Regions from separate parts of the Mus musculus genome. Here region 2 is linked to region 1. A link is a contact called in public Hi-C data. All regions are on one chromosome and are shown on one strand. The core of a region is the stretch at or near the end of the contact, and the rest is flanking DNA. Distances in the headings are between cores, read along the strand shown. Region 1 has its middle 33 kb from the start of Gm25877. Region 2 overlaps Dab1 (disabled 1).

Evidence for each region. A called contact is a pair of places that touch in the nucleus more often than the background predicts.
Region 2: a Hi-C map of cortical neurons shows a contact between it and region 1, with 1.6 times the contacts expected there. The contact joins two enhancer-like sites.

Annotation. Positions count from the first base shown.
Region 1 is chr4:103,549,034-103,556,914 of GRCm38.p6, forward strand. No RefSeq gene overlaps it. Among named protein-coding and RNA genes, the nearest start is that of Gm25877, 33 kb to the right of the region's middle. Within about 2 kb of position 4,373, at least 8 of the 459 cell types and tissues checked have an H3K27ac peak or open chromatin away from gene starts, as enhancers often do. A contact at or near this core is called in cortical neurons, where this site is marked.
Region 2 is chr4:103,879,197-103,887,077 of GRCm38.p6, forward strand. All of the region lies in intron 1 of Dab1 (disabled 1), which reads left to right. Among named protein-coding and RNA genes, the nearest start is that of Gm36661, 140 kb to the right of the region's middle. Within about 2 kb of position 2,650, at least 26 of the 459 cell types and tissues checked have an H3K27ac peak or open chromatin away from gene starts, as enhancers often do. A contact at or near this core is called in cortical neurons, where this site is marked.

The DNA.
Region 1 (7,881 bases), core at 3,123-5,622:
GCTACCAAAGGTCTTAGCTCCTGTCTGCCTCAGGCAAACACGGAGTAAGTGTTAGATACTGACACCGTTATGATTTTAATTAGGAGCCTAAGGAATGGAAACAAGTGTCGCTATGCCCTACAATACAGTTAGCTGTGTGCCTGCCTATATCTAAGAGAACTCCATTACTTGACACTTATTAAACAGGCAAGACAGATGTTATTTGAGCCCTTGTAGTAGAAGAGACAAGCTTCATTGTAGAACTGGGCTCAACTCTGAATATAGCAAAGACAGCTTGAGATTTTTAACCATTTGGCAGATAGAGGAGGCCTGCAGATGGAGTTTGATTGAGCAAAAGAAATACGGGACACTTGCCGTCTTAGTTGCTTTTCTGTTTCTGTGACAAAATACCCTGGCAAAAGCAATTTAAAGACAGAAGGGCTTATTTTGACTCACAGTTCTAGGGTACATCCCAGTCATAGTGGAGACATCATGACAGCTAGAGAATTGAGGCAGGTGGTCATAGGGTGTCCATCGTCAGGAAGCAGGAGACAACGAAGGCTGCTGCCCATCTAGCTCTCTCCTTTTCGTGGAGTCCAGATCCAGGCCTAGGGAATGGTGCCATCACTTTTAGTGTGGGCCTCCCAACCATTGTTAACTTCATCAAGTGTGCTTAACGTACTTGGAAGCACGTCCCCTATGAGGGTCCAGTTGATAGCCAACACTAACTAACTAAACTGGCTCACTATGAATTTTTCTGTAGAAAATCCAAGGGCAAAAGTTTGGCCAAGGACAATGTTTTTGTCATCTTTCCTAGATGATACCTTAGCAGGACTCATGGATGGGCTCCCCTCCAGTCTTTCTCTCTGTCTGATATGCTTCATGGCTCAGAGAAAAGGCCAATGATCATTTGGGTGACTATCAGGGCATATGAGGACTGGCCTTTCTAAGCAGGACCTAATAGTCAGACTCAGCGCCTGAGTACCCATATACCACCTGCAGACACCCTGTCAATGTCTCCTGGGCCTCTTTTAAATTAAATCAACCCCTGAGCTCTAGGCAGAACATATGGGCAGTCTGTAAATAGGGTCCTTCTACATATAAGTGCCTAAACAGACATCAGAAATGGCATGTTAGGCAAAGGCATTGTTGAGTCAAGAGAGACCAAGGCTCTAACTCCAGAAGTCTTGATTCCAAATTTAACTTCTATTTATTAAATAGTTCAGACTTTTAAAATATCTACATACAGTGTATTTTTCTATAATGTCCCATGTGAACCAAAAAGTCCTTTGCGTCCCTCAAAATTCCTTTGAATGGGATTTATGGTATCACAGTTTTATTCTCAATAAATTGTCTACATTAATTTGTATTAAAATTTGTATTAAACACACACACCTTTATCTCTATATCTATCTATTTCTAGCTAATCTCTATCTGTATCTCTCTCCCTCACTATCTTTATCCCTATTCCTATCTCTACCCCTACTGCTATCTCTATCTCTACCCCATCCCTATCCATATCTATATCTGCCCCACCTTATATTTTGAGATACAGACTTTAGAAGGGGCATTTGTCATTCTCAAGGTCAAATAATGGATTGAAGACTTTAAACACTAACCTTTAGCATATTTCTTTCTTTTTCTACACCATCTATTTCTTCATCTGCCTCTTCATCATCCTCTCCATTCTTTCCTAATGGATGGATCATGATCAGTGGAGTGTCATTTGATTTCCTTGATGTAAATTGACATGAGGGTAGAGACAAACTATTTTAAATCAGGTCCTATAAATAACTAAGATGTTGGAGAGAATCAGTATTTGTACTTTTCCTGCTGTCTGCCAGTCGAGTAGCTTGCTTATTTACTGCTCTGCAGTGTGAGCTCTCTACTGCTTTGGAGTTGGGAACTTTGAAGTTCATTACCTCTCCAGGCAGCTCAAGGCTGGCCCTGTCCACCTGCATCTACATCTCTTATGATGCCCCAGAACATTTATTATAGCAATCAATAACATACTTGGATAAATTATAGGGCCTTGATCATCATGGAGAAAGAAGCTCATTGCAGAGTAATATCAATTTCATTTGATTCTAGAATCAACACATGGATTCTAGAATAAGGCAGATAACAAGAGACAGAAGAAAGTAAAGGCCTTGGACTTGAAAGACCTTGATTTGAAGATAGGATTAGAGGCTACATAGCCTAGAAGAAGTTATTCAACCTGCTACTCTTTATTAAGATCCTTGTTTATAAATATCAAGGGAGGGTTGGAAGTAAGAATGTTGCTCAAAGAATGAGAAGTTCTACAGGCTCTGTGGGTTAACTTACTACTATTATTTTGTGAAATAAACTTGGTTTTAAACTGTCCTCTAAATTAATTTCATCAGTGTCGCCCTCAAACCTGATCAGAGAAGTTTCTTTGTGCAGTGGATGGTGGTGAGTGCAGAAACTCACACGTTGTCAAAGGACAGAGAATATGTGTGTGTGGAGTGCTTAGCCACAATAGAACACCTGTATCACACCTTTCGCCTCAAGGCCCAGGGACCATTGGGAAAGAGGGGGCAGAAAGATTATCAGAGCCAAAGGTCAGAGAGGACCAGAGTACAGCCATGTGTTCTGGATCAGCAGAGCTTATGAAGTTACAGCAGCCAAGGAAAAGACCAGCTCAGGTTCAGGCAGTCAACACTCTAGCAGGGAGGTTGAAGGGGATTATACTCTACCACCCAGGCTGAGGGGATTAACTGACAGTTGAAGGCATCTCAGGTAGGGAGAGTCAGTTTTCCTTTATGTGTGGCCCTTGGTAGGTTGGCTGTGCTTCAGTGGATGGCTCCACACTCATGAGTATATATGGGCAGCAGGAATCAGCCTTTATGGGACAGGAAAAAGAAGAAAGGGGAGAAAAAGGAGAGCATGAAGGTGGGAGGGTGTAGGGAAGTGCAGGGTAGATATGGGAGGAGTTGGGGGATTGAAATACATTACATGCATGTATAGAATTCTCAATGAATTAGTGAAAAATGCTTAAAAATTAAGACCGAGGAGCTCAAGAAACAGGCTCGGGGAGAGGGGATCTGTCAAAAGACTAAAGAAGCATCCACAAGCCATTGCCTAATCCACTGCCATCCTCTCTGGGAACAATACTCACAAGACTGATTGCATATGAATATTGACACATATACTTGCTTAGGATAACATTATATCAGATCTTTACGATCCCTACCAGGAAACAAACTTCAAGTGTCTCTGAGATGAAACTCTTTTTTTCTTTATCCCTTTCCACCTTCTTCAGCTCAGTTCTAGTCTTTCCCACCCATACCACACTTACTCATTCATTCCCCCAACTACAGCCTCCTAACGGCAACCTTATATGTTGTCACAGAGCTGATGCCCATAAAAGCTTGCAATACAGAGGAAGGGCTAGATGTTTGTGGTTTTTCCCTTTTCAGGCAGATCTGCCAGACCGTGATCTCATAGAAACTTCTATTAACTCATAATGAGTAGCTCTTGCCTTTCATAAGTGGTAAGATGTGTATGTCCTGTGGACCACATCCAAATGATCTGGAAATTTCTACAGATTGTCAGCTAAAATCTGCAAGTAGACTAAATGCCAGGTTGCTGAGCCCTGCAAGGGGAATTTGAGGACAATATACAAATAAGTACGGGGACTCCTTCGTGGTTGCCAGGGAACTAGCTGCAGAGTGCATACGCTGGGCTCTCTCTCCTGCTTGACACCAGATATACTATGAAAGCTGGGAGCTTACCTAAGCCTACAGATGAAGGAAAGTTATTTTAGGCATGGGAAGAGAAGATGGAAATAAGTTAACTGGTTCAAAGCCTTTGATTAACAGTTGGCTGTGATGTCAGGCATCATGGCTCTACTGCCCTGGAATTTGCCTCTATAGAGACTCAGTGAAAGACCATTAGCTCCATCCAAAGGAATGAAAAACCATTTAGAGGTTTCAATGAAAGGGCGTGTGTAATCCTTTGTGAGGTCAGGCCTTTCCACCCTTGGTTTTGCTCTGTGGACTGGGTGCTCTACAGACATGCATAGAATGCCGAGTTTCCCTCTGGAGGACCACTGTTAGAATGGTGTGCCATGTGTTCAGTGGACAGCTACGCATTGCAGGATGGATCTTCCCTGCGGAGCTAGAGTCTTTCATCATTTAATGCTCTCCGCGTGCCCTCCTGTATCCCCAGCGTCCATTATCACAGCCTGTTAGCCCATGTCCTTCTCTTGGGTGGCCCACCCAGCTGTATGCTTCCCACTACCCCTTCCTCAGGACTTTCGATTCATCAGTGCTGTTTCAGCTCCCACAGACACTCACAGAAACCACACCCCACCTCAGAATGCTGTTTGATGCTTGCCAGGATCTGCATATGCTTCTCTCTCCATCTGGAAAATTTTTCTCCGCTCCCCTCTCTCTGGCTAACTTTCCAGCATCTCTTATGAATTAGCTCTGGCCTGAGGGAAGGACGTCAGCTGTGTGATTGATTCACCAGTGCAACCCAAGCTCCAGCATGCTACTTGGAAGGCAGCATAAACCAAGAGATCCTACTTGTCTGCAGGAACAAGTCAGTCTCTTCTGGGCAACATGGTTGTTGATAACCACCTCCTGGATCCCTTGCTGGGAGGGGTCTGCATCTGAGCCCATGGTTTTCCTCTATGTCCTGTATCCTACCTCTAGATTCTAAGCTTCTTAAGCATAGAGGCCATGCTCACTCATCTTTTAGGTCGTTGGTGTCTAGCATAGGCCCCCCGATGCAGTGGATACTAAATCAGTGCTGAATAATAAACAATGGGACTGAAGTAGATGGTTTCTGCTCTCAGACACTGCCTCATTGTGAGTGATTTTTTTCTCTTCCCCTTTCACTGGGCAAGGAAGTCTCTCTGCATCTACAGATCGACTACAGCAACTCAATGAAGAGTTATTACTTGATCTGTAAAACAAGATAGCTTTGTAAGAAAGGGGTGACCTTGGGAATGGTAGTTCTTCAAAATCCAGCCTTCTAATCTGACAAATGGGCATTAAAAAGTCTCGAGTGTTATCTCATGGCTGGGCATTATGGATATTTGACAAGGACTCAGGTTATCTAGTTAATAGGGAGATGGCCTTGGGAATTAAAAGTGAGGGAGTGGGTCAAGCAAGGCAGAGAAAAGATTTAATAAAAGGCTTCTATGGACAAGATGGGCCTAACCCTGCTAGAGGCCCTCGGAGGAACCTTGCCTTACTGTCTAGAGATGGGCTGGAAGCTTGACAGCTGTCCTCCTCCCCTCCTGGCTTAACTTTGGTCCTGGGGGATTGACTTCCCCTTTGTTCTATAACTAAGCAAACACTGCTTTCCTCTCTCAACCCTGGGATAATGGAGGAACAGCCCAGCAGAGAAAAAGCATCACACATAGACTTGGGATATTCTTAGTATGCTGGAAAATGAAGGCTAGAGCTGCAGGTCGGCTCCAAGGTGGACCACAGAGGAAAGGACTGTCTGTAGAGAGTGTATCTGTCTGCCAAATGGCCCATCCTATCAAACGGTTTCCTTAGAAAGTAAGATGATTCGTTAGCCTAACATGTGATAGAATACCAGGGATATGAAGTATGACATTGCCTTACATTTCAGCAATGCCCCATCCCCCTACCAAAGAAACTTCCTACCCCTTCTAGCCCTGTCTTTCAGCCTCTGTCCTCCCATAGCAGACTGCTGCTGTTGAATTAGCCTCATCAAACCCAGCTTGCTTTGTTCCTGAAGGATCCTGGAGGAGCCCACAGAGCTCTGGTGACGCTCATTATTTCTCCACGAGAATCGGAGACCTCCAGTAATGAGGGCTCACTCTGGCATGTCTTTTTTTTTCCTGTCAGAGAGCCAGTGCCGCTTTTCCCACCCTGTCACCAACTTGAGGAAGGCCTGACCATGGAGGGGGTGCATGGGAGAGCTGATTTTTTCTCCTGCACAAGGAGCATGCTACAGTGGGGGTCCTCCTGTCACAAACTACCCACCAAGAGGTGCATGGGAAACCAGAGAGCCCTTGATTATGAAGCTTCTCTGGCCTGTCAGCTCCACAGCCAGGACACCTCAGACTTGGTCTCGTAATGAGATTTTTTGGTGTGGCTCCTTGCAGGCTTTCTTTACACGCCGAGGATCTGGACGTGTTTCCATTAGCAGGGCCAGTTTTAGTTTAGTTGCCTACAATTAACTAGTCTGCAAATGGTGAGGCTGGGTGATGCATTGACCTACTTGATAGAACTCTCTGGTAATGACGATGCCTTGATCTTCATTTGAAGAAGTGAGGTCTTAAATATTCATATGTTTTGAGCCAATGACTTTATTTCTTGGCATGCTTTGTAAGGAATATAAAACATTTTTCCAGCAGAGATGCTTGTCCTAAAATTACTTGTACGTGGAATGGCGAACAACAATAAAGAGGGCAGTGACCAAATCTTATGTAATCGTGTGGAAAAATCATACTAACATAATGTTCAGATAAAAATAGAGATTTTAATATTAAACTGCAGCACAATCATCCCAGTGAAAATGAGCAAAATAAAAATAGCCTATAAAATGTTTTATCAACGGTAGTAATTTTACGGATTTTTTTTTTTATTCTCTGGACTTTCATGTCTTTTTATGTTAAGCACACACTTCAGCTCAAATGACACTTCTTTTTCAAATGTTATATAAAACGTGCATCTGGAAATTGAGTAAATGCGGCCTTTGCAATTGAGAAAAACACATGTGAAAAAGACTAGAAGGGAACTCAGCAGAACTCACCACTGCTGAAGAGGCTGAGACTCCCTGCCCTCTGCACAGCACCCTCTTCTGGAGAGCAGAGGAGAGGTGAGAGATCCCACCTTCAGCGAATCAAGTCACAGTCTCCCGTGCTGACTGACTTCGGGCAGTTCCGATTCAGATCTAATTCAGTGAGGCAAGTGCCTCTTGGGGACTTAGATATACTTTTTTTTTCCTATATCATAAATGTTTTGTACTGTTGCCAAATTACTTTTACCATTAGGAAATGCCAAAGCACTTTCGAATCTAAAGATTCAGCAATGTGGAAATGAGTTCCTTCCAATATCGTAATCTGCTCTGGTCTATCGGCTCCGCGGTGTATTTTCCTCTCCAGAGAGGCTGTGCTTGTGGCTCTGTTTTCCTCTACCTGGTGTCCACACTGTAACTCATTATTCCACCGCTTTCAAGATGTGTCGCAGGAGGAAGGCTGAAGAAATTAGGAGTGTTGGGTTTAAGAGCAAAGACATCTAAAAATAGGCAGTGCAGATCGAGGGGAGCAAATTTGTTTCCTGAGGGCCCAGCAGGTGAGACCATGACCAGCGAGGAGAAATTGCCATTAGACAAATGTTAGCTTTCAGAACTGCATTTGATCTACACTAGGCAAAGGGGCTTTAAACACTGTCCGAGGATCAGGCAATTTTAGACGACTCCCGCCAGCTCCAGGGTCTTTTCAGATCTCATGCGTCCAAGCATCATGAGCCTCCCATGCTTACCCAGAATACATTTCTTCTCACTCTAGGCTAGCCTATTTGCAAGGCTAATATAATCAAAATTTTACTAAACTGATTGTGGTTTATTCCAAACAGTGCCTAATTCAAAGCAACTGCTCATTCCCAGCTGAGTTGGTCCCTATTGTTCTTGGGTAAAAATAATAAGTAAATAAATAAACAAATGCAATATATGAAAATCCAAACATAAGCAAATAAATTAGGGGAATAATTATTTGCAGAACAAAAGGATTCCCCACAGGGATTCCTTAAACTGAGAGCTCTCCAATAGTATTTACAGTGTAATTAAATTAACCAAAATATGGTTAACACTTGACTCTACAGTCTTTACCTAGGCCCTTCCTCTCCCTTATAACCAGAATTGATCTGATCATGGAGGCTCAGTCTTGCCTGGGGA
Region 2 (7,881 bases), core at 1,400-3,899, 330 kb after region 1:
GACATAGACAGAATATCTTAGGACTCCAAAGATCCTGAAAGATGTGTCTTCTTTGAGTGGTGGCAATGGTAGAGTGCCTACTAAGTGCTAAGTGTGGAACAGAGCCTGAGAATACGATTTTTAGCTTTCAAGAAGTTAGCAAATGTGCAGGAGAGAAATGAGAATGAGGCTTCTTGGTGATGTTTACACTGTTACCCATAATCCTCACAGAGAAGGGCGTGCAGGTGGCTTCATGACACTGCTTCAGAGAGGCCTTCTGGGCCTTTCCTGAATGACTCACCTGGAGTGCATGTTCATGTCGCCTGAATCTTTTCCTTCATGTACCATGTCTAGCTGGCTGTGTGTGATAATCACATCAATATCTATTTGGTTCCCCAACTCTCAGACCTCTTTAAGGCCACTCTGTTCAGCACCCAGCCACTATGTGATAATCCAACAATATTTATATTGTGCATGCCCTTGAAGAATCAAAATAATCATCATCATAATGACTAACACTTATTAGGAATCATCAGAGTCCAGGCAGGTGCAGTGACAACCCATCTCTAGATACACATTCAATGCTCTCAACAGAACTGCAGCTCAGTGCTGTGAAGAGCCCAGCCAGGAATAGTAAGTGGCTTGTGATTATCTAGATAATTTCCAAGCCACTCTCTGAGAGGACACAGCAGGTTGAGCTTGTGAGTATATATATTTAAATCCAAGTCCTATGGACTCCCATGTCCTGTGAGCCCAGCTTTGATAGCAAACACATCTTTCCTGTCTGAGTGCTGTTTGTTATGGAACTGTGACATGCTCGCTTGCATAGATAGTTTATTGAATGTGGAGGTTTGCAGAAGTGACTCTTGAAAATATGTAGGTACCCAATGTCTCAGTGTGGTGGGAGGGAAGGAATCCTTTGGTTAGAGAAAATGTTGAAATGGGTAAGTCATAACACAGGAAGGCCATGGGTCAAAAGTCAGTTAGAGGTCTATGAAATATTTCTGGGGTGAAATTTTTCCATAGCATTTTGCAAAAACTATTATGTATATGAGAGGGTGTGTGATGATAAATTCCCTTTTTGTGATTTTCCTTCATTTTCTGGACTATGGACCCTTCTTCAGCAAAGGAAAATAGAAGAAATTTTGATATACTGACTTGTGTATAAAATTCCCCTCTGTATCTGTGGAAGATTGGTTCTAGTCCCTTTAAATATTAAAACATTGGATGCTTTAAGTATCTATATTAGGGGCATAATAGTATATATGTGTGTGTGTGTGCCTATATGCCCACATTTTACATATATATATATATATATATATATATATATATATATATATATATATACATATATATCTGATTATCTCTGCATTATATATAATGCTTAATGCAATCTTAATTTAGTAAATGATCGTTGTATGATATAAATGTTGGGAAAATAGCAAAAAAAAAGGTCTGTATAAAATAATGGATGATCAAATATGATCAAATATGTGAATAAAGAACCTGCAGATGTGAAGGGCTGTCTCTCTAAATATCAGAATATACATATATGGATATTGTACACACACACACACACACACACACACACACACACACACACACACACTTTTACCTTGAGTTTTGCCAGTTCATCTATGTTGAACTTCTTCTCTATGAACACAATATCTGTTTGCACATCTGAGTCTCTGGATCCCCTGGAACACCTGAAGGTCCAGTCTGGAGTCTGTTCATTTAGGCTGAGATCACATACAGCTCTTGAGAAAGGTTTGCAGTAAGTGAAGGAATTGCCCACATATTACAAGGCAGAGGTTGTCTAACCTAGGCTTCCTAACCAGCCCTCAAGGGTCTCCCTATCTAAAATCTACCATATCTCTCCCTTTCCCCTCTCTAAGTCACTCGATACTGTGCCATGTTAATTTCCTTTAAGTTTTTAACTTGTACATTTGTGGGATATAATGTGATGTGCCTATATGCCCACATGTTATATAACCAATTAAATCAAAGCAGTTGCCATAGCTATTGTCTCTAATGTTTATCACATAGACAGAGATTAGCAAAGTGATTAACAGAAGGTAGAGTGGAGACAGGAAAGAGACAAGGTCAAGACTAGTCAACACACTATCAAAATTATGAGACAAGGAAGGACACCATTGAGTGCTCTATCGTGAAACAGGGTACCTGTCCTTATCAGTAATGCATCATATATTTCCAAAGGCTGAAAGTAGAGTTTGAATGTTCTGTCTTTTGCACTCCAGTATTTCCTCATATTTTGCACTGTTGAATTTCTCTGTTTGTGGCTTTGCTTTTCCCTCTTTCTGGGTGATGGGCTCATTTGAGAAAGTGGAAAGCTGGGTGTACCAATTGTGTACTGTGTAGTACCATATGAGGGCCAGCACACACATGAGTTCATTTGCCCTCCATAAGAATTCTTGTCTGTCTTTTATGTGACACAAAAGTTAAGCTCAGAGAGAGAAATATGCTGAGCATAGGCACACAGCTAGAACAAGACAGAGCTTCAAGCTAGGCACCAAGGACCCTAAAGCTGTGATGTGCCCATTACCTCCCTGGTCTCAGCCCAGACTTCCTCTGCCAGACAACCTCCTCCCCTTGCACATGCCTTCCCTGTGGCAGGACCTTGTGGCAGTAAGCCCGGGTAGTGTGGAGTGCTGCAGCAAACATGCGCTCTGGCAGCTTTGAATGCTGCACAAGGTATGCCAGGAAGAGGGGGAACAGTTGGTGAACAGTTGGCGAATGGATATTTTTATGCAAGGGTTGCCTAGAGAGAGGGAGAAAAAGAGTCAGGGAAAAAAAACTGTTTATAAAGAAGCTACAATTAATAAGGTCTTTGTTAGCTTTTTGGATTTAGATTTTCAAGTCCATTGCTTTGGGTTTGAAAAGAAACAGAAAGGCCCCCACAGAGCCAAGCCCCTCAGTTTCCAGAGCATGAAGGCATTTAGGAAACTGATTCAAGCCTGAGTGTGCATTGAAGGTTTTAATTATTCAGCAAAGAGTCCAAAGATGGTCTAAATTCCTTTGGACAGTTTCTTATCAGGGTTGTTTATTTTGTAGGACACTTGGTATGTGGGCTTAAAAATCCTCAGAATGACAAAAGAAAGAAGGAAGGGGAGAAAGAGACAGGGGTTAAAAAGCCCCAACCTTTCAAGGACTCCTGAGAGATGCTAATGGCCTATGGCTCCACAGCCCCTTCCAAAGCTTTGCTGTTCTCATCTATGAAATAGCAGTCATCAAAGTGAGTAATTTCATGTGTGTGAAAATATCTTATGAACCATAAAACATATTGTTGGTCTTTCTAGAACATTCTAGTTCCCTTACCACTTTTTGTATATAAATTCATTCCTCAAGCATTTAATATCCATATTGTAACACAGATTTTAATGTCATACATTAGTGCCTAGAATATGCTAAAAACTATAGTTTGCTATAATTGGCCCTTTGACAGTATAAAGTAGATATTTTTTCTCCCCTTTCATTTCCATGTCTGTTTGAGAGCTCACAAAAATGAAGGGGTCTAAACCAAAGTCAATAAGAGGGAGAATCAGGACTGAGAGATAACCACTGGGCTTCAATATCACTTCCTGCCCACTAGAGTCAGAATCTCCATAGCCATCTCTACAGTTTGCACAAAGATGGGTATTTGGTTATGCTAAAATTTGTACCCTACCCACATGTTAATAATGATGTCTTAACCCCTAGGATCTCAGAATGTGATCTTATTCAGAGACTGAGTCCTCATAGACCTCATTCCCTGTATTAATTTAATCAGATTTAAGTTGTAGTCCAACATGATTTTAGTATCCTCATGTTAAGGGGACACTTGACATAGTGACAAGCATTGACAGATAGAAGATGAAAGAAAATAACAATTTATAGCCCAAAGCCTGAGGCAGATCCTCCTCTAATGAGTCTTAGAAAAATACCAACCCTATAAAGTTCTTGATGCCATACTTCCGGCCTCTAGAACCAGAAGAGAATGCAGGTGTTTGTTTCAGCAACCCAGTGGTAGTGCTTTGTGATAACATCTTTAGCAAATAAATACATAATACTGCCTTCTTTTATCCATAGACAACAGAAGAAACAGAGATAGACGTGTCTTGCTCATGTTGAAAAATATATAGCCCAAGGCCATGCTGAGATCACCACCACATTCCCTGTGGTGGCTGGAAAGCTTTGGGGACAAGCTCATTTTTCAGCTTTGCTCACTGCTATGTCCCAAGCACTCAAAGTATCAAAGTAGCACTTACTCAGTGAAAGAATACATTAGCTTTCCTTTTACTAACTACCCAAGGTATCACAACTATGGTTAAAATATATCATGTTGGAGTAAGAGTCCCAACAGTTGCATAGCTCACAGGGGTTGTCACAACAAAGAACATTAGACTCTGTATCCATAAACCTTCCTAGTAAGACAAGTAATTATGAGCAAGTCTCCAACTAAACTTGGAAATTTTGTTTTATGGATTCTGGGGTACAGAATGCCAAGATCCTAATTCTTTTCTGCCTGGAACCTGTTGACTTCTCTTCCTTCTTCTCTGGCTCCCATGCAGCAATATCATCAGGTGGTCTTTTCTACCCAGAGTTCCCACACACACACCTACCTTCCTTTCTTTCTTTCTTTCTTTCTTTCTTTCTTTCTTTCTTTCTTTCTTTCTTTCTTTCTTTCTTCCTTCCTTCCTTCCTTCCTTCCTTCCTTCCTTCCTTCCTTTCTTTCTTTCTTTCTTTCTTTCTTTCTTTCTTTCTTTCTTTCTTTCTTTCTTTCTTTCTTTCCTTCTGCCTGCCTGCCTGCCTGCCTTTCCTTCCTTCCTTTCCTTCCTTTCCTTCCTTCCTTTCCTACCTTCTCCCTTCCTCCCTCCTTTCCTCCCTCCCTCCCTCCCTCCCTCCCTCCCTTCCTTCCTCCCTTCCTTCCTTTCTTTCCTTTTTTTAAAAGCAGGTTATTTCTCATTTTCTGAAGCTAAACTCTAGAGTGTTCTTGGGTTCTGCGATTTTGTGTATGCTCACTCCTTTGGGAGGCTGATCCCGTCTACTGTCTTTAAATACTATCTAAGTGTTGACAATACTCAAATTGGTATCTTCTGCCTAGATTTCTGTGCTGAATTAGACATTTCTATATCTTAAAAACCTGCTTAACATATCCACTCAGATATCTAGTATATATGTCAAAGTCAATATGTTCAAAACTGAACTCTTAGTTTCTCCTCTCACCCCCAACAAAATATAGCTCCATCTGAATTCTCCACACTAATGAAGAGTTTTATTCCTGCTTTCACCCTAGAATCTGGCTTGACTCCTCTCCTTCTTTCACACCTAACATCCAGCTAACCCTGTAGTGTTGACTCTTTTTGCCTGGATGATGGCACTGGGCTTCTTCACTGGCCTTTCTGAACCAGCTCATGGACAAGGATGCACTGATGCAAAGGCTGGTGACTTAGCAGAGAGCAGAACTGAAAGCCATGCCTTGTGAAGAAGTACAGGGGACCGAGTGGTGATCTCAGTATGACATTTGCCAACACCGGCAAGTCACTTTGGCCTCTTCCTATACTGATGTCTATGGATGAAAAAGGGGTCTGGAATATGTATGTATTTCCTAAGTATGTTTTCCCAAAGCTCTACCACCTGGGTGGCTGAAACAAAGCCCATACATTCCCTCATGATTCTAGAAGCCAGAAGTGTGACATGGAGAAGATGGCAGTGTTGGTTTCTTTTAAGACCCAGGAGAGAAGGAACTGCCCCAGGTTTGGGCCTGTAAATTGTCACTATCTTTTGTCTTCTATCTGTGCATGTCTGTTTCTTTGTCCTTCACCCTGGGACAGTCCCTTCTGATTACATTTTTATTCTGGGTAACCCTGTCCAGGAATATAAGTCTAATCACAAAGTTTCCCAAACACCCTTTGACACATGAACTGCTTTCTGCCCTCTGACTGCATACCTGTTATTTCCCCATTCACTGGATTGATTTCTTTTTCTTCATAATATTTATGATCATGTCCATTAACAAAAGTGTTCAGCAGACACAAGGTTTTTCTGATTGAACAGTCCTAGTTGGATTCTTTGTCTAACTAAATTCTATACTATCTCTAGTCTAGATCTTCCCAAAAGAGTAATAACTATACGTCACATTGCCTAGCTGGGCATTAACACATTGCCTTCATTTGCATTGACTTCCTCTTAGGAGAAGACTAATCCCCCTGGTGTGTTGCAAGTGCTTTTGTGCCTCTTGTGTCTTTTGGTCAAACTTTGTCAGCAAGAATCTAACCTCATTCATAGTCACGGGTAGGTAAAGATGCTACAGTCCCTTCTGTACTTTATTATCTGTCTCTACACCATGGAATTCTTCATGGCCCCATTAAAATAGGTTCACTGTCAACCTTTCATCACCTGGATCTCCCCAGTTGTCTGGCTTGTATGAAGCACCTCACTGGCTTCTTGTATCTAAAGGCTTTCTGGATGAAGCTCCAAACAGGAGAGAAAGAATTTTTTGCCTGGCCCCTTCCCTGTGAGGTCACTCTGGGCTGGGTTGAATTTGGCCCAACCCACAAGAACTTGTTCTCATCCAGGCTCTCTCCTATCTCTTCACTTCCAGCACGGAGGGTGCCAGGATGTACCTCTTAAGACTCTGTTCCCCGGCCTACACCTTTGTAATCAGTAATACTATTAACTGAATGTGCCACCAGTTTGTTGGGACCCAGGTACACATATCTATCGGTTGAACTATAGTATATTTAACCTGTAGTCATCAGGATGGATATATTCCCTTCCTTTATCACAAATGAGCCTTTTCCTCTTCAGTACTGCACAACTGAAACAAGACAAAGCATATCTTGAAGATAAGCTTCTAGGCCAACACGGCTCCCCTACTATCTATCGTATCTTATGCATTTTTAGGTATTGATGTGTTGATCCAGGAGTTTCAAACTCTTGGACTTACCTGGGACTATATCTCAGCAGAGAAACACATGTATAGCAACACGTAGCACTGAGTTCAACCCCTGGCACGTCAAACACTTTGACTCAAGTGTTAGCCTGCCTCCAACTCCTGAGAAACTAGGACTGCAGATATTCACTCTGTGCCTGGATCTCAGGTATTTCAAAATCAGACTCATATGACTGACAGGAAAATATTTGTTCCTATTCTTTCTTCCTTACAGTACTGCATATCTTCTTTGAGCCTCTAGCCCCTTTTGTCTCATTTTGGTTAACCCAATGTCTTAAATTTCAGTGAAGCTCATGGTGTAGCACAGCATGTAATTTGCTGTCGGATAATTTTCTCATCAGATGGAGTTGCTCAGGAGCTAATTTGGGCTGTATCCTCTATTTCAGCCTTTTGTCTCAGTTGTAAAAAGCACATCATATTGTTTTAATCTGTACTTTTCCCTATCAGACTTTTCCTCCTCACTGAAAGTGAGACTTTCTAAAATACCACTCCACGTTCATAGCCATCGGCTAAAAGACACAGGTAGAAAATGATTCCACAATTAGAAAATACTCACCATTTTCCACATGGAGGGACCTTTCCATGATCTTGGTTTTTGGCTTCACTGACAGTTACTGTATAAAGCATTTGATGAAATCAGTGCAACTTGGTTCTCCTCAGGTTTCCAGCCTTCTGAGCTTGGATTCAAGCTCACACTAAGACATGTGAATGGAGTTACTAACAGTAGTAGTTCTCAAAGTGGAAACAAGGAGGTTAAGTCAGGAGGGAGGAACGCGACTGTGACCTTTAAGGTCCATGGAGGTGGAGAACTGGCATGCTGCCTGTCAGAGTATAACCTGGAGGTGGAAACAGAAGAGACTGTGTGTCTCAAGGTAAAAAGCATAAAAAGTATTTTCAAACAGAGAAGACAATGGGAAAATGAGTTGTGAATAGACTCTATGATTAATCCA